2 separate regions of the Mus musculus genome follow, and region 1 is linked to region 2. The links are chromatin contacts, called in public Hi-C maps. All regions are on one chromosome and are shown on one strand. The core of a region is the stretch at or near the end of the contact, and the rest is flanking DNA. Distances in the headings are between cores, read along the strand shown. Region 1 has its middle 26 kb from the start of 5730460C07Rik. Region 2 overlaps St6galnac3 (ST6 (alpha-N-acetyl-neuraminyl-2,3-beta-galactosyl-1,3)-N-acetylgalactosaminide alpha-2,6-sialyltransferase 3).

Evidence for each region. Hi-C and Micro-C count contacts between places; a contact is called where the count stands out from the background.
Region 1: a Hi-C map of the G1E-ER4 cell line shows a contact between it and region 2, with 1.9 times the contacts expected there. The contact joins two enhancer-like sites. A contact is called at or near these places in 8 of 484 Hi-C or Micro-C datasets (CD8 T cells, the G1E-ER4 cell line, the N1E-115 cell line and 4 more) and 2 of 115 datasets of contacts at active chromatin or transcription factors (fetal liver and large pre-B cells).

What each region holds. Positions count from the first base shown.
Region 1 is chr3:153,761,828-153,769,672 of GRCm38.p6, reverse strand. No RefSeq gene overlaps it. Among named protein-coding and RNA genes, the nearest start is that of 5730460C07Rik, 26 kb to the left of the region's middle. Within about 2 kb of position 4,767, at least 44 of the 459 cell types and tissues checked have an H3K27ac peak or open chromatin away from gene starts, as enhancers often do. A contact at or near this core is called in the G1E-ER4 cell line, where this site is marked.
Region 2 is chr3:153,677,922-153,684,805 of GRCm38.p6, reverse strand. The region is part of intron 1 of St6galnac3 (ST6 (alpha-N-acetyl-neuraminyl-2,3-beta-galactosyl-1,3)-N-acetylgalactosaminide alpha-2,6-sialyltransferase 3); the gene reads left to right. Among named protein-coding and RNA genes, the nearest start is that of St6galnac3, 44 kb to the left of the region's middle. Within about 2 kb of position 2,270, at least 24 of the 459 cell types and tissues checked have an H3K27ac peak or open chromatin away from gene starts, as enhancers often do. A contact at or near this core is called in the G1E-ER4 cell line, where this site is marked.

The sequences.
Region 1 (7,845 bases), core at 3,518-6,017, 82 kb before region 2:
GTCATTGACTGAAAATATGATCCAAAGCCAAAAAAGAATTGTAAAGGTAAGAAAGAAACAAAAGCAGATTAAGATGAGGAGACTGCCTGGCACAGCACAGACAGCTCGTTCTCTGAAACCTTTTAGAGAATGTCATTTTCTAGGAAGTTATCTATCACAACATTCTGTTGCTATTTTTGTTACTTCACTGTGAACTCTCCTTATTGGGATTCATTATTTAGAGCATGGCTACAACCCAGCACATAGTAGGTATTCAATAAGCTGTGAGGCTATGGGAAATATTTGCTTTTGAATTTTTCAACTATTTTTTGTTGGTGCTGTTTGAGGATTTCATACACACATGCATCGTGGATGTTTGACTGTTGTGTTTTTAGATGATTTATTTTATACGTAATACTCCTAAGTCAGTTGGTGAAAACCGATAGGCTTCAGTACCGTGATGTTCTTATGAACTGTAAAGCATGTAGGGCTTTGAACTCTCATTTATTATTTTATAATGCTTTACATTTATACATTTCTGTATTTACTTATTTATGTGTGTGCATATGCACATGTGTGACACAGAACACATGTGGAAGTTGAAGAACAACTTACAGTTCTCTTCTCCCACATGGCTTCTTAGGATTGAACTCAGATGGTCAGGCTTAGCAGCAAGCTCCGCTACCCACTGAGCCATCTTGCTAGACCCCCTTAATTATTTTTACTCCCACACTGTGATTTGTTCAGGGTTACATCTTTTTCTTTTTTTTTTCCTACCAGGTTATTGGCAGTTACTAAGCCAATTAATATACTTCCTGTACCGGTCAGGCTTTCATTCCTCTGTACATGGGCATAAAATTCCATGTGTGTATGACTTCATTTCCTGTCTGTCATCTGTCAGTGAACCCATTTCCTGGTTATTGTGAGTAGTGTACTTATGAATACAGACGCACTGAACGTATCTCTGTGGTACATACATGGTTGGTTTTGAGTGTATACTGAGTGGTATAACCCGGTCAGGTGGGAGATCTACTTTGAGGTTTCTTTAGTAAAACCTAATTTTGCTACTCTATTCCTGAGGAGTCATGAACAAATGTCTGTTACACCAGATGGTAGAACTGACCACACATCAAAGCCATAAGAGCACTAAAGTCCACCTTGGTGAACCAGTGGATCTATTTTAGTTATTTACAGGGGTGGATAAGGAGTTGCTCACAGGTACAAGGATGCTTCAGACACAACCACATCATGAAAAAGCCCAAACCAGCCAGGGTGATGACTCCTAAAAACTTGTGCCTTGGAGTGCTCTGAATGACTCTGTAGGTAGCTCTACAGCTTACTCTTTAGTAGTCCTCACTGTTTACATAACCACAGGGAGAAAGAAGCTTTGTGAGTCTGGTAAATTTCAGGAACTTCCTGAGACTTGCAACTTAACTTCCTGAGTCTCCAAAAGCCTCCTTTTCACTTTCCAAGTCTTATGAACTGCTTTCCAGGATGTCTACCGTTCTTGCTATAAACAACCCCTGTTCTGATTTCCACAGTGGCCACACCATTTACACTCCCACCAGCAGTGAACTGAGGGTTCCCCTTCTCCACGTCCTCACCAGCCCAGTTTATCATTTGTTTTCTAGGTGACAGCTATTCTGACCGGTGTGAGATAGACTCTCAGATCCATCTTGATCTGTATTTTTCTGATGGCTAATGTGGTAAATACTTTCCCAGGGACATATTGACTACTTGTTTTTCTTCTTTTGAGAACAGTCTGCTTAGTTCATTAGCCCACTTGTGGATTTAATTTCTGTAGTTATTCATGTCTTACTTACTAATCCCATGTCTGACAGGTAGTTGGTACAGATGCTTCACCCGACCCTAGCATGCTGCTTCACGCTGGCTGTTGTTCTCACTGTACAGAAGCTCCTTAATTTCATGCATTTGTCAGTTCCTGGGAGTCTTTCCTGCGCTGGTTGAATTCGCTCCAGAAAGCCCTTGCCCATGCCCATGCCCATGCCCATGCCCACGTCTTGTCGTGTTTTGCCTATGTTTTCCTCTAGCAGTCTCAAAGTCTCAGATTTTATATTCATGTCTTTAATCCATGTAAAATGATTTTGTGAAGGCTCAGGCTATCAAACTCTGATATCAGGCCATTCTTAGTTGAGCTCTGTCCCTGTTCATGCACTTTCCATTCTGAGCTAGCCTTCTCAGTCCTGACACCTGTATACTTCTGCTGGACATTGTTGAAGAGCTTCTTGCTCTCCACAGATGTCTCTTTGGGCTTTTCCTCATGCAGGGGTTGTGGAAGACCAACCTGTGACTCCCTGACCTGGAGACATTTTTTGATGTCATTTTCTGAGGTAGCTCTGTTATTCCCAAAGGACTTTCTGCTAATATAATGTCTGCCCACTGCTCTGAGTCACAAAACATGACAATAAAACTCCTGTCCTGTGGCTGACCCTGGCAGTCCTTCAGAAACATTGTCTCACCGAAACCAATACATAGACTTGAGGTTCCTGGGCATGGAGGGCTTATCCTGGGGTGGGGCTGCAAGCTCTCCTCTGCTTTATTTTTCAGAAACTGCCAGGGGCCAGCAGGGACTGTGCACGAAGGCTGCTTCTCCATGTCGCAGTCTCTTCTCTTCTACTTCCCCCAATCCTTGTACTTTGTGGATTTCTAAAGTTCCTCTGCTTCTGTCTTTGGGATGAAGTCTGTTGTCTTCAATTTCTGTGTATGGATGTTTTGCCTGCGTGTGTGTCTATTCACCACCCACAGAGGCCAGAAGAGGGTGTTAGATCCCCAGAACTGGAATACAGACAGGGGTAGGTTGCTATGCTGTGTGGGTGTCAGGTAGTGAACCTGGGTCCTCTGGAGGAATCAGTGCTTTTAACTGTTGAGCCATCCCCACAGCACATGAATATGTTCTTGACTCTGAGTTTCTCCTCAGCAGCTCTCACAGAGGCAGCCCCTAGTCCACTACCTAACTTGAAACCTGTGTGCCTCTTGATACCTGTTCTGTGCAGTGCTGATTGTCATCTTCAGTGTTGTTTATAAAAGGAATCAGAGGCTTGGGTTTGAGCTCTGGGGAAGATGCTTGTCTAACATGTGTAAGGCCCAGGTTTGAGCCCCAGCATCCTAATCTGTAATAGGCAGGCTTTGTCATGGAAGAAGGCCGTGCCGGTTCTGATCTTTCCTTTGCGCTTTAGGGCATCTTCCACCTTTGTTTTCTACTCTGTGGACTGTTCTGGGAGTTGGAGTTGGTGGAGCTGTAACTTCCACTTTGCATTTTGTATCTATAATCAACTATCTCCATCATTTTCCTGGTCTAAATGTTGCTGACGTTGCCAGGAGATGGTGTTGGCTGTACGCTGTTTGTGTAGAGTCTCAAGTGAAGGTATGCTCATCTTCAACTCACAGGCTCAACTCTGCGTTTCCTCTCAGAGGAGCCGACGGCTGAGCAGAAATCCCTTAGAGTCAGTGGTATCAGTTAGGCTAACTCTTTCATGTGTCTGTTAGACAAACATATGGACAGTGCTCAGGCTGGGAACCAGATGCCTGCTGAGCAACGAGGAGAGCAGAGGAATTGCCTGCTGAGACTCCTAGGCCAGAAAGGGAGGCGTGACCTCTGACCTTGCTGCAAAGCTGTGGGGGGAGGTTCAAATCACCTTTAAAAATATTTGTTTTGTTTGTTTGTTTGTGTGTGTGTGTGTGTGTGTGTACATGCATGCAGGTGGTGTGTAGTTTGGACATGATGCAGTGGCTTGTGCTTCTAGTCTCTGCACTTGAGAGCCATAGGCAGGCAGATCTCTGTGAGTTCAGAGCCAATCTGCTCTGTATCAAAAGTTCCAGGTCAGATGAGCTATGTAGTGAGATACTGCCTCAAAACCACAAATGCTTAGAGTAGGGTATTTGACAGTAAAATATATGAAATACTCAAGATCAGTTTTGAAATTTCAACTTTTGCAAAAATTTCTTAATATTTCAAGATGTGGATAAGTAAATTACATTCCTGCTGCTGAGTTAAGCTAGACTAGTGGACACTTAGAGGGTCCTGATGCAATAACGTGTGTCTGGGGCGATCTACAACCCCATTTCCTTTGCTGTGACCTTAGAGAGGCACATCATGCCATGCTGGGCAATCTTCCACTGATGTCACTTCAGTTGGCTCATCTAATTTTTTAAGTGATTTGTCTTTTTTGAAACCAAAGGGTACTATTAAAAACATCACATCAGCTAGGCATGGTCACAGACCTATCAACCCAGCCTCAGAAGACTGCAGCAGGAGGATCATGAGACCAGCCTGGGTTACATAATGAGAACTTATCTGACAACAATAAGAACTGTCTCTGTGGTATCACTTATCTTCACCAGTGACACATGTACAGGACAAAGAAAATGTCTTGCAAGACCCTTATGATGGTGGGGTGCTTCTGACATTATCTGGGGCTTAAAACCTAAGTTTTAATAGGGAGATGTGTCCCTTCTGGGAGAAGAAAACACATATATTCAATGAATGACAGGTCTCAAAAAACAACAGATAAAATTGCATTCTTATCATATATTCAAAGGAAATACGTATTTTGGTACTTGTGATGGAGTAGGGTAAAGGGCAGGTGCAGAGCGGAGATACAATGTTGCAGTTGTTGAGCCTAGCAGGGGTGGGGGGTCAGAGTGTGGCAGCACACAGACATGATAGCTTTGTTCCCTGGGAAGTCCCTGGTCAGAAGACCCTCCTTCCCTTCTCACCCCAGCTGTTTTTTGTTTTGTTTTGTCTGATTTTCCACGGGGTCATGAACAGAGGACCTGACAAACCAGGAGAAAGGTCATGCGGTTTCCAGCTGCAGTGCACTGTTTGTTTGCTGAGTATTCAAGTCAGCAGTACTTTTTGTGGTTTTGGTTTTTTCGATGTTTTTTTTTTTTTCTTTTCAACTTCACACTTTTGACTTTCCAAAGCAAGTAGGAACCTCACATTTTTGAGGGTCCCCAATCTCCTCATGCTATTTGATCCAAAAACTACCTACAAATTCAAGGCAGTCTCAAAATATTGTGTGTAGTTAGGAGGTGGGGGAGAAGGGATAGGGAGAAATATGATCCAAAACAATAAAAGTTGAAACCAACTAAGACGCCAGTTTTCTCCAGGCAGCTGGGACACAAGCAAGGTTCCACTCAGCACTTGAGAAGTTCCACTTAGTGACGGTTGTGGAGTTTTCTCTTGGCCACAGTGTGAGATGGCCCAGGTGAGCTTTAGTCTTTCTTTAAATGATCCACTGATGCCTTTAAAGCTACTGTTTGTCAGAGTTTTTATAAAATACAATCATGAATCCAAAGAACACAGCGTCACCTTCACACATAGGTACTTTCCCCAAGTATAGTGAGAAGGTCACCCACGAGTGCTTTGTCCACAGTGCTTAAGAGTCATTTTCCAGTTTTCCTGCAACATCACAGTACTTCTCTTAACTTTCGCTTTGAGACATTGCCCCACTCTGCAGCTCAGCCTGATCTGGAACTCACTGTGTAGCCCAGGCTGGCCTTCCTTGAATTCACGGCAATCCTTCTGCCTCCACCTCCAGGTGTTGGTGTTGGGATGGCAGATCTGAGGAACCTTTCTTGATGCCACCCTCTCTGCCTAAACATAGAATTTAGTCCACTATAAAGTCCGGTTAATGTGTCCAGCTGACATGTCAAGACACCTGTTAAGTGGACATTTTCAGAGAAGGCATAACTACCTCTGAACCCTCATTTCTTCTTCTTTGATTCTCTTGTAAGAAAACAATTTCACAGCCACTCCATAAGGAGGTGACATAAGTTTCTCTACCAGGACTTGTGTGCGTGACAAGATAATTCTGCTGACTCTAGTCTGGGCACTTTCGAAGTTCATCCAGATGGCTGCAATCTGTCCTTCTGACTGAGGAATGTGCCTAGACCTGTGGCAAGCTCAGGCTGTTTTCCTCCATGCTTCCTCTAATCCAAGCTGCAGCTTTGCAGCATGGTATCCACTGAAACCACAGCCCCACAGCAGCGACCCAAAGCTGCTCAACAAATGTAGGGAAAGCTTGGGACCAGAATGATTTGATTGGTTTCCAGGGTCTGTTTTCTCTGTAATGTTTTTATTAGTAATTATTAACCACCCATATAATGGGTTTTGTTGTGACATATTAACTGCCTCCAGACTTAGAAAACAGTTCTTTGGTTTAGTTAGGACCCTTGCTTATTTTCATTAAACACTCTAAACCTGCTAAGCGTGTAAGTTCCAAACATTTTAGTTAGCGATGAAAATAAAAACTCATCTTGAACCTGCTTCATAAATAATGAAAGTTTGGTTGTTCTGGTGTCCACAGGACAAGGCAGGGAGTAGCTGAGGGACAATCAGGAGACCTATGGCCTCATGTCCCGTCCGCTAGGCCTTCTGTCCCTCCATCTCTTATGTTCTCCTTTTGCAGGCCAGTTTCAAAGCTACTTCCAGACAATCTCCTTTGCCTGGTTGGAAGCAAAACATTGAGCAGCATCCTCACCTGGCTTGCATCAATTGTGTCCTCGTGTATGTGGTCCTATCATGTGTGCTGTGGCGTTCATTAGCGTTCCCATGTCAAGGAGAGAAGCTCCAAGATAAAAGCACATTCAAGGGGGAGAGTGCTCCTCACCTTGCACGCCACTGAAAGCCCAGAGTGAGCAGGTGACATTGAGTTCCTGCTGCTGTCCTGATCAGGTGATGCCTTCCAGGAGGGGAGGCACAGTGACCTGCCCCTAGCAGCTTAAAGGGAGCACCGTCATTGTTATTCTCTGACCACATTTCCCATGACACTTGGCACCTAGCTCAGCACTGGGGACACAGATGCTAGCCCACTGTCCCTCCAAGCACGAATCCCTCTCAGCACAGTCACGTCTTCCCATGGCTTCAGTGTGCTTCAGGGGTGCTTCAGCTTCCACACAGTCCATCCGGAGCTCTGGAGCTGACCTCCGGATCCCGTAAAAAGGAGCGTTTGACAGTTCTGACTCACTCGCTCTCTCTGAGTGCTGTGGCCTTCCTGGGGAGACTTTTGCATACACAGAGAGCATGTCTGTTGCAGAGCTGCTCATCCTTGGCAGCCACAAACCTGGTTCTAATCCCAGCACTGAAAGTAACAGTACTACACTCTTGGATTCTCACAGACCAGTAAGTGAAAAAAGAAGTCAAACCTTCATTGGACTCAAAAAATTCAAGCAGTTCTAATTTATACCTCTCTTCATTTAGGTTTTCTCTGCCACTCATTTTATCCTTGGTCAAGCAATTTATTATTAAAGGTCTCCTTCATGCACAGCATGATTCTAGATAAGACACTCCTTGTTGAGGTTGTGTAGTACACATCTTTTCACAGGACTTTCAACTTCAAGCTGACCCCCAAGTCGTGGTCTGTCTCCCAGCTCCCCAGCTGCCTCCTCTTCAAAATGTTTCATTATATTTTCTATGTTTTTGGTTCTTCCTTCTATAAATCATATTTATGTTTATGTGAAAGTCTACCAATTCACAGGCAGCTCCACTCCTCCTAGAGTGTTGTTTGCAGTAGGGTTGGGGAAGGAGAGAATGGCTGGGTGTTTTTATAGTGAGTGAGAAATGTGCCTTGGGAGGCGGCAGAATGCAGACAGCCAACAGGATGCAGCCTGGACACATTTATCTCATTTCCTGAAGCACTTTCTTAAAAGATCTATGTGTGTGTGTGTGTATGTATGTGTATGTGTGTATGTATGTATGTATGTATGTGTGTGTGTGTACACATCTGTGAGTGTGAGCACACATGTGTGTGCGGATGTATGTGCCTGTGCACACACAGAGGCCAGAAGGGACACTGGCTTCCTCAGAGCTGGAGTTTCAGGGCCTTTGCTGGCTCGATATTCGGG
Region 2 (6,884 bases), core at 1,021-3,520:
GAGTTTGGAGGGCAGAGGACACCTTGTGGGAGTTGGCTCTCTGCTTGTACCAGGTGCTTCTGGGGCTCAAGTCCCCGTTGTCAGGCTTGACAGCAGGTGCCTCTTCCAGCTGAGCCACCTTCATGGTTCTCTGTCTTACTTCCTCACACAGGGCTTCTCTGTGAACTTAGACCTTGCCGTTTTGGAAGCCTGGTCATGCAGAGAGCCCTGGGGGCCAGCTTGTCTGCTGTCTCCCTCTGCCTGGGAGGCACATATGACCATACTTGTTTATATATATATATATATATATATATATATGGGTGCTGGGGACCCTAATGCTTGTATGGGCAAGCACTGTACTGTTGGGCTATCTCCCCAGTTCAGATTAGTATATTTTTACATGTCAATATATTTTGGTGTGTTGCTGTATAAAGTGGGATCTCCCCACTTTACCATTTAGCATGACTCATGACAAATTTGGGGTGGTCGTTGTTATCGTTTAATGTCAACTGAAGAGAAAGAATTTAAATTTGCCACATGCATCCCTAACATATATCAAACTCGCAGGAGTCATTTACATGTAGGAGGGCCTGTGGGTCTTGAGTGATGGCTGGCTAGAGACATGGCTTTTGATTGTAGCTGAAAGAGGACCTTGATGTTCTGGGATGGCTGTTTCTCAGCTGAGTGGCTGATGGCCTGTTGGGGTAGGACCCTGGTGGTAGTGTGAGCCTGGCATCTCTGTTGGCAGGGATGCCGCTGCCTGGGGACCACAGCTAACTTTGTTTTCAGGTTGCCTTGGTGTAACAAAGTATCCCTCATGCCTGTGGAGTGTGCTTCTTGCCCCGTGTATCTCCTCCCGGTTGGTTCCTGTCTAGGTCAGTGCTCTGCGTTGAAAATGGAGTGTGGGCGGTGGCTTGTGTATCCTTAGGCCATGTCCCCTTGTATATTCTGTACCCTGGAAAGTTAAGGAGTTGGTCTAGTTCACTTGTTTATTTTTAATTATTATTTTTTCTTCTTGAAAATGCACTTTATTATTTTTCCCATTACATGAGACTTGAGACTTTGATGTGGAGGTTCTGCAGAGCTGAGTTTTCACTGGAAAGACAGACTCTGCCCCTGTCAGTTTTACTGTATGAGAGCGAAGGAAGGCAAATCTGCTCTGGCCTCTCAGCCCTCTCAGCCCTCTCAGCCTCCAGTGGTCACAGGACCCTGGTTGGCCCAGGACAGTGGCTGGAGGGAGGCTCTGTGGAAGAGAGGCTAAGGGAAGATGGTCAGGTCTGGGGACACACAGAATATGGCTGGCCTGATGTGGAGGCCTTGGTCAGAGAAGGAAACTGTGTCACCGAGGGAATGAAGCCTGCCAGTGCCTGGAGCTGAGTGATGGATGGAGGAGGGAGGAGCCGGGCTGGCTGTTCCTGAAGTTCCTGGATCCCAGAGAAAACTTTGAGCTCTATAATTGAATTATTTCCTCTCCATTCAGGTAGTGCCTTGCTTATAGTAGGGACACATATTATGTATCTTGGCCATTTCTCCTTCTGGAAAGAGAAATTGGAAACTCCTGGAAATGTATGGAGACCTCTTCTTTATTGTTTCATCTCCGTAGTTGGCATGGAAACAGATATGGGTTGATTGTTTCCCAACCATAGCTGATTGATCCAGGGACTTTTCATACTTGATTTCTTGGAATATCAGAATTGGATTGAGACAGGAGCATGGCTTCTTGCCTGCTAGTGGAAGTAGCGGATGGTAGAGAAGCGCTGTTGGGGGTGTGTTCTGTCTATCAGTGTGGACAGCAGAGAGAAAAGAAGCAAGGCCACCAAGAAAACAAGAGCTGAAACTTGGAGGGTTGGGGGGGGGTGATATTTTCTGCGACCTCCAGAAGCTCCAGGCTCATCCAGATCTTACCAGAATCCACGTGTTGACTGGATAACATGGTAATATTATTTCTTTCCTTGCTTCCTGCGTAACCCAGGACTGGAAGTGCCTACCACCAAGATCAAATCATTTCCTGTGTATGCAGATGTTTGCAGACGTTTCCAATAACTCTTGCCTCAGTTCTCTCTTACGATGCGGAGGTTCAGAAAGCTTGCTAAAGTCCCAGCAGGTCTCTCGTTGAGTTAGATGGAAGATATCAAGGGTTGGGAAAAGCCAGGCTCACCTCATGTTTCCTGAGAGTGAAGACGTGCCGGGAGGAACGTACTGTGTAAGCGGGAACGCCCAGACAGTGCGAACCCTGGCTTTGCATGTGAAGCACAGGAAGAGCTAGGTCCTGCTCCAGTGCCCACAGAACTCTGGTCCTTCTAGGCGGTGGTGTAAACAGCAAGCAGTGTTACCATCACCCAGAGCGTGGCTCACTTTCACCAGCCTTGTCTTCCTGATTTTGTCTAGCTCACAGCAAGCAGCTTCGCACACAGATGGTCCCTTGTGCTTGACTGGTCTCAGCCTGGAAATTTGGATGGGTGTTCTTTACCAATGGTGGGTGAGCTTTGAGAACGTCTAGCCTACAGATGGACAAACTAGAGATCGGTCCACAGTGCGGAATGGGTAGTTAATAACTAGAGACAGTTCTGTGCGTTCGGAACTGTATGTATACTCTATTTCAAGCGAGTTATCTGACCCTTCTGTTTTTTTCTTTTTTTTTTTTTTTCTTTATTTACTTAGCAGTAGCCCAGGCTGGCCTCAGACTCACTATGTAGTCTAGGATATCCCTAACTTCATATCCTCCTCTTCCTCTTATCTCCCTGGTGCTGTGATTATAGGCATGCACCGTGGTGCCCAAGTTAGCCACTGCTGAGGGCAGCACCCCAGAGCTTCAGGCATGTTAGGGAAGTACTCCGCCAACATTGCTACACTCTGGCCCTTCCGAATCTCAGTGCTCTGATGGTGACGTGTTGATAAGGGGACTTCATGGGGACGTGGTTCAGTACAGAAACACTTTATCACACAGTGAGTGTTTAGCAGTGTTCAGCGTCTAACGACTGGTAGCAATGGTTTTGGATAATATTATGTGCAGGAGTTATCAGCACCTAGAATTTGACAAGTGCTGTCTGTGGCTTTTCAGTCTGCCTTCTCCAAAGTCTGTGTCCATAGCTTCCGAACATCATCGGGTAAGCATCCTCCCGGCCTTACCAACTCCAGAAAGCAGGTTTGGAGACAGGAGAGGTAATCCCAAATGAATGGCAGTTTGTTCGGTCAGGCCCAGTCTGCTGGGTCTGGGGTGCAAGACCAGGCCTCATCTTGTGCCATAGTCCTATGTTGACTGCATTGCCCTAGCCACTGCAGAGGACAAACAGCAGTCGCTGGCTCCCTGGATTTGCATGCGAGGACACATGGAATTTGTAAAAGGTGCAGTTAGACACTGCTACCAACCTCAAACCTGTGAATATGAGAGGGTTGATAAGGCTCTGTGTTTTCTCCGAATCATTTATTTTTTTGATTATTAACATTTCCTGTTCAAATCTCCTGGTGATCAGAATATAGTTTATTGTTTTCTCTTGCTCAGTGGTAAATTTTTTTTTATAAGAAAGCTGAGTTTGAAATCTCCTTGATACCAGAAAGACACTGGGTCTGGAGAGCCACGATTTGAGGACTGTTTCAGACCCTGGTATGTCAGCTGTATTTTAGGAAACAGTAGTCAAACTAAGTATAAGAACACGCCGTGTGGATGGGAAGGGGTTTTGAGGGCTGAGGTGCAGGAGGAATGGTGGAATGGCTAGTATCAATACTTTGACTGGATTTAGAGGCACCTAGGAGACAAACCTGGGCATGTCTGTAAAATAAAATGTAGCTAGGTGGGAGGGGCACTGCTAGGAGGTGTGGCCTTGTTGGAGTAGGTGTGGCCTGGTTGGAGGAAGTGTGCCACTCAGAGCAGGCTTTGGGGTCCCCGATGCTCAAGCCACATTAAGTGTCTCACTCTCTCTTCCTTGCTGCCTGCTGATCCAGAGGTAGAACGCTCTGTTCCTCGCCAGCACTGTGTCTGCCTGGGTGCCACTGTGGTTCACACTCTGATGACAGTGGACTAAACCTCTGTACTGTAAGTCAGCCCCAATTAAATGCTTTCCTTTACAAGAGTTGCTGTGGTCGTGGTGTGCCTTCACAGCCATGAAACCCTAAAGGCAGATGGTAAGAAAATAGGATGCGTTTGCCCTGGAAGGGAGGTGAAATGAAAGCCTGTCTTAGTAGTTAAAAGCTAGTGGAAGAGAAAGGATTTTCCTGATTTTCTCAAACTGTAGACTTGGAGGGGCATATCTTAAGCTGCTTATGAAAAGCATTAGGGGGAAACTTAAGTTGGAATGATTGTAGCCAATAAGGTAGTCAGTCAGTAAGCCCTCTGTGAGCCCACAGTACCAAGCACTAAGCTGTGTCTAGTGACTGAGCCTCTATTTTATAGATGGGGAGTGTCTTACTTAGGGTCTCTATGACTGTGACAAAACACCATGACCGAAAAGCAAGCTGGGGAGGAAAGGGTTTATTTGGCTTACACCTCCACATCGCTGTTCATCACCAAAGGAAGTAAGGACAGGAACTCAGGCAGGGTAGGACCCTGGAGACAAGAGCTGATACAGAGGCCGTGGAGTGATGCTGCTTACTGGCTAGCATCCTCATGGCCTGCTCATTCTCCTTTCTTATAGAGCCCAGGACCACCAGCCCAGAGATGGCACCACCCACCATGGGCTGGGCCCTCCCTCATTGATCACTAATTGAGAAGATGCTGGAGGCATTTCCTCAACTGAGGCTCCTTCCTCTCTGATGGTTCTGACTTGGGTCAAGTTGATACACAAAGCCAGTAGAGTGAGAGTGGGATTCTTGGAACCTGTGTGTGCACACTGAGGTGACCGGGACTCCAGCCTTGAAGAGACAGTGTCACCATCCTGGGCAAATGAGAGTGGAGCAGGTTCTGTGAACATGGCCTGCTGTGTCCCATGCAGTCCAGTGTGCCCCAACCAGAGCTGTTAAGATGTGGCTGTTCAGTGATGGGAAGGAGCGAGCCTGCAGGGCTGGAGATGATACATGGGTATGGTGTGTCCCTTGGATGACCACAGATAAAGTCTGAGAAGGCTGGGGAAGAGTGTCAGACAAAGGGTGGGAATGTCTGTGTGGTTCAATTAACTGGATATGTCCGGAGTGATCTGGCGCTCCCTTGAAAATTGTAGCCGTTTGTTGTCCTGAACGGTTCTCTGCATCCGTGGAGCCTGGCAGGGTATAATGTGCTTTGTGGTGACAGAAGGCTTAGAAGGGTCTCCGTGAGAAATAGCTGCCATTGCCGATGGGTTAGAGACCAACTTATCACAGTAACAAATACCTTACATTAGCGGCTCACTGTGAACACTTGCGTGGAGTGTCATTCTCCTTGGATCCCGGGGAAGACAAGATTTCGCCTCTTTTTCAGGAGGTACTGAAGCTTGGAGAAACTGAAGGACATGCTCAAGGTCACAGGAAGTGTGGCTCTCCCTGTGAGATCTAGGGGTGGATAGCGTTGGCTCTACTTGGGCAGACAATTGGCCTCTCAGGGGCCACGGGCCCTCAGCAAATCTTTGGGCTCTCTGGCTCAGTCAGGGGCATCACAGACAACCAGATACACTTTGGGTCCTTTGTAGCAAATGCCGTCCACTCACAGTTGCAGAAGGAGACTGCGGGCCCAGGGCACTGGGTTCCTTTGGAGGCCACAGGAGCTGCTGTTTCTCTATGGCTCTTACCTTGGTCCTGCTCCACTGCCTCCTCCTTCATCACCTCTTCCTGTAACTCTGGTCCGCCTGTATCCATTCTTCCTTTGTGATAAACCTGTGGTTACACTGCCCCCCTCCCCTTTGTCCCAATAACATCCCAGGTCAAGATCCCACGTTCATATCTCTGCAGGCTGTCTGGGACTGTTGATGCTGGCTTTTGCCTCTGGTCCTCCACTCTCAGCCTGACCCTCACTTCTGTTCTTCATGCTCCCTCCACACATTTGAAAATGTGGCAGATCTCACCTACCCTCCGCTCAGGCTCTTCCAGAACACGTTTTGTCTCGCTCAGTGAAAAACTCCAAGATTTCTTTTGCAGGTTCCAGGCCTCATGGAGCCCCGAACTCCAACTGGCATTCTGGTTCAAGCTCAACAATGCTTCCTTCTTCACACTTCTGTGGCCACACCAGCCCTCCTGCTCTGCCTGTTGTTGTTGTGGGTCTGTGTGTGGGGTTGTGTGTAGACGCCAGAGGACAACAACAGGTGTCAGTGTTCAGGGACTTTTGACCTTTGCTTGAGGTAGGGTCTCTTGTTGGTCTGGCTAGGTGACCAGTGAGCATCCAGGAATCTGCCTGTTTCTGCCTTTCCTCTCCTGGTGTAATCTCCCAGGAGTACTCTCAGGCCATTACAGTGGCCAGACCCACTTTGCACACGGGTTCGGATCTCTGTTCAGGGTCAGTGCTTGAGCAGTGGAGTTGCCTCCTCCGCCCCTTCCTGCCGTTTTCACCATATCCGGGACTGTTTTCTGTGAGTGAGATACCGGCAAGACTCTGCATCAAACTTGACCCCTCGTAGCCCTCTGTCCTGTCATCCTCACCAACCAGGTATGGTCACTTTGCCCTACTTTGTTTTTGTGGCCAAGCATGTCATGCGGCATACAGTGTGTTACTTACATCTGTGCCATCTGCCTTCCTCTGGGAGAGGCTCATTCTCAAGGTCGGGGCAGCAGTGTCTGAGAGCCTGGGATGGCATCTGCACACAGGAAGACCTCAGTGAGTGAAGCCTGGACTTTAGGTCTTGGTCTTGTTCAGGTTGTGCTGTGTCCTCTCTGCTCTTGCATCTTCTTCATGGGCAGGTAAGAAAGGTGTGATTTTGTTACATCAGCAATTTCTTTGTTTTTGACTCCTTTGTAAGTATTGGGGGGCATGGGGCAAATGCAGCTTGTACCTTGGAAGGGCATTG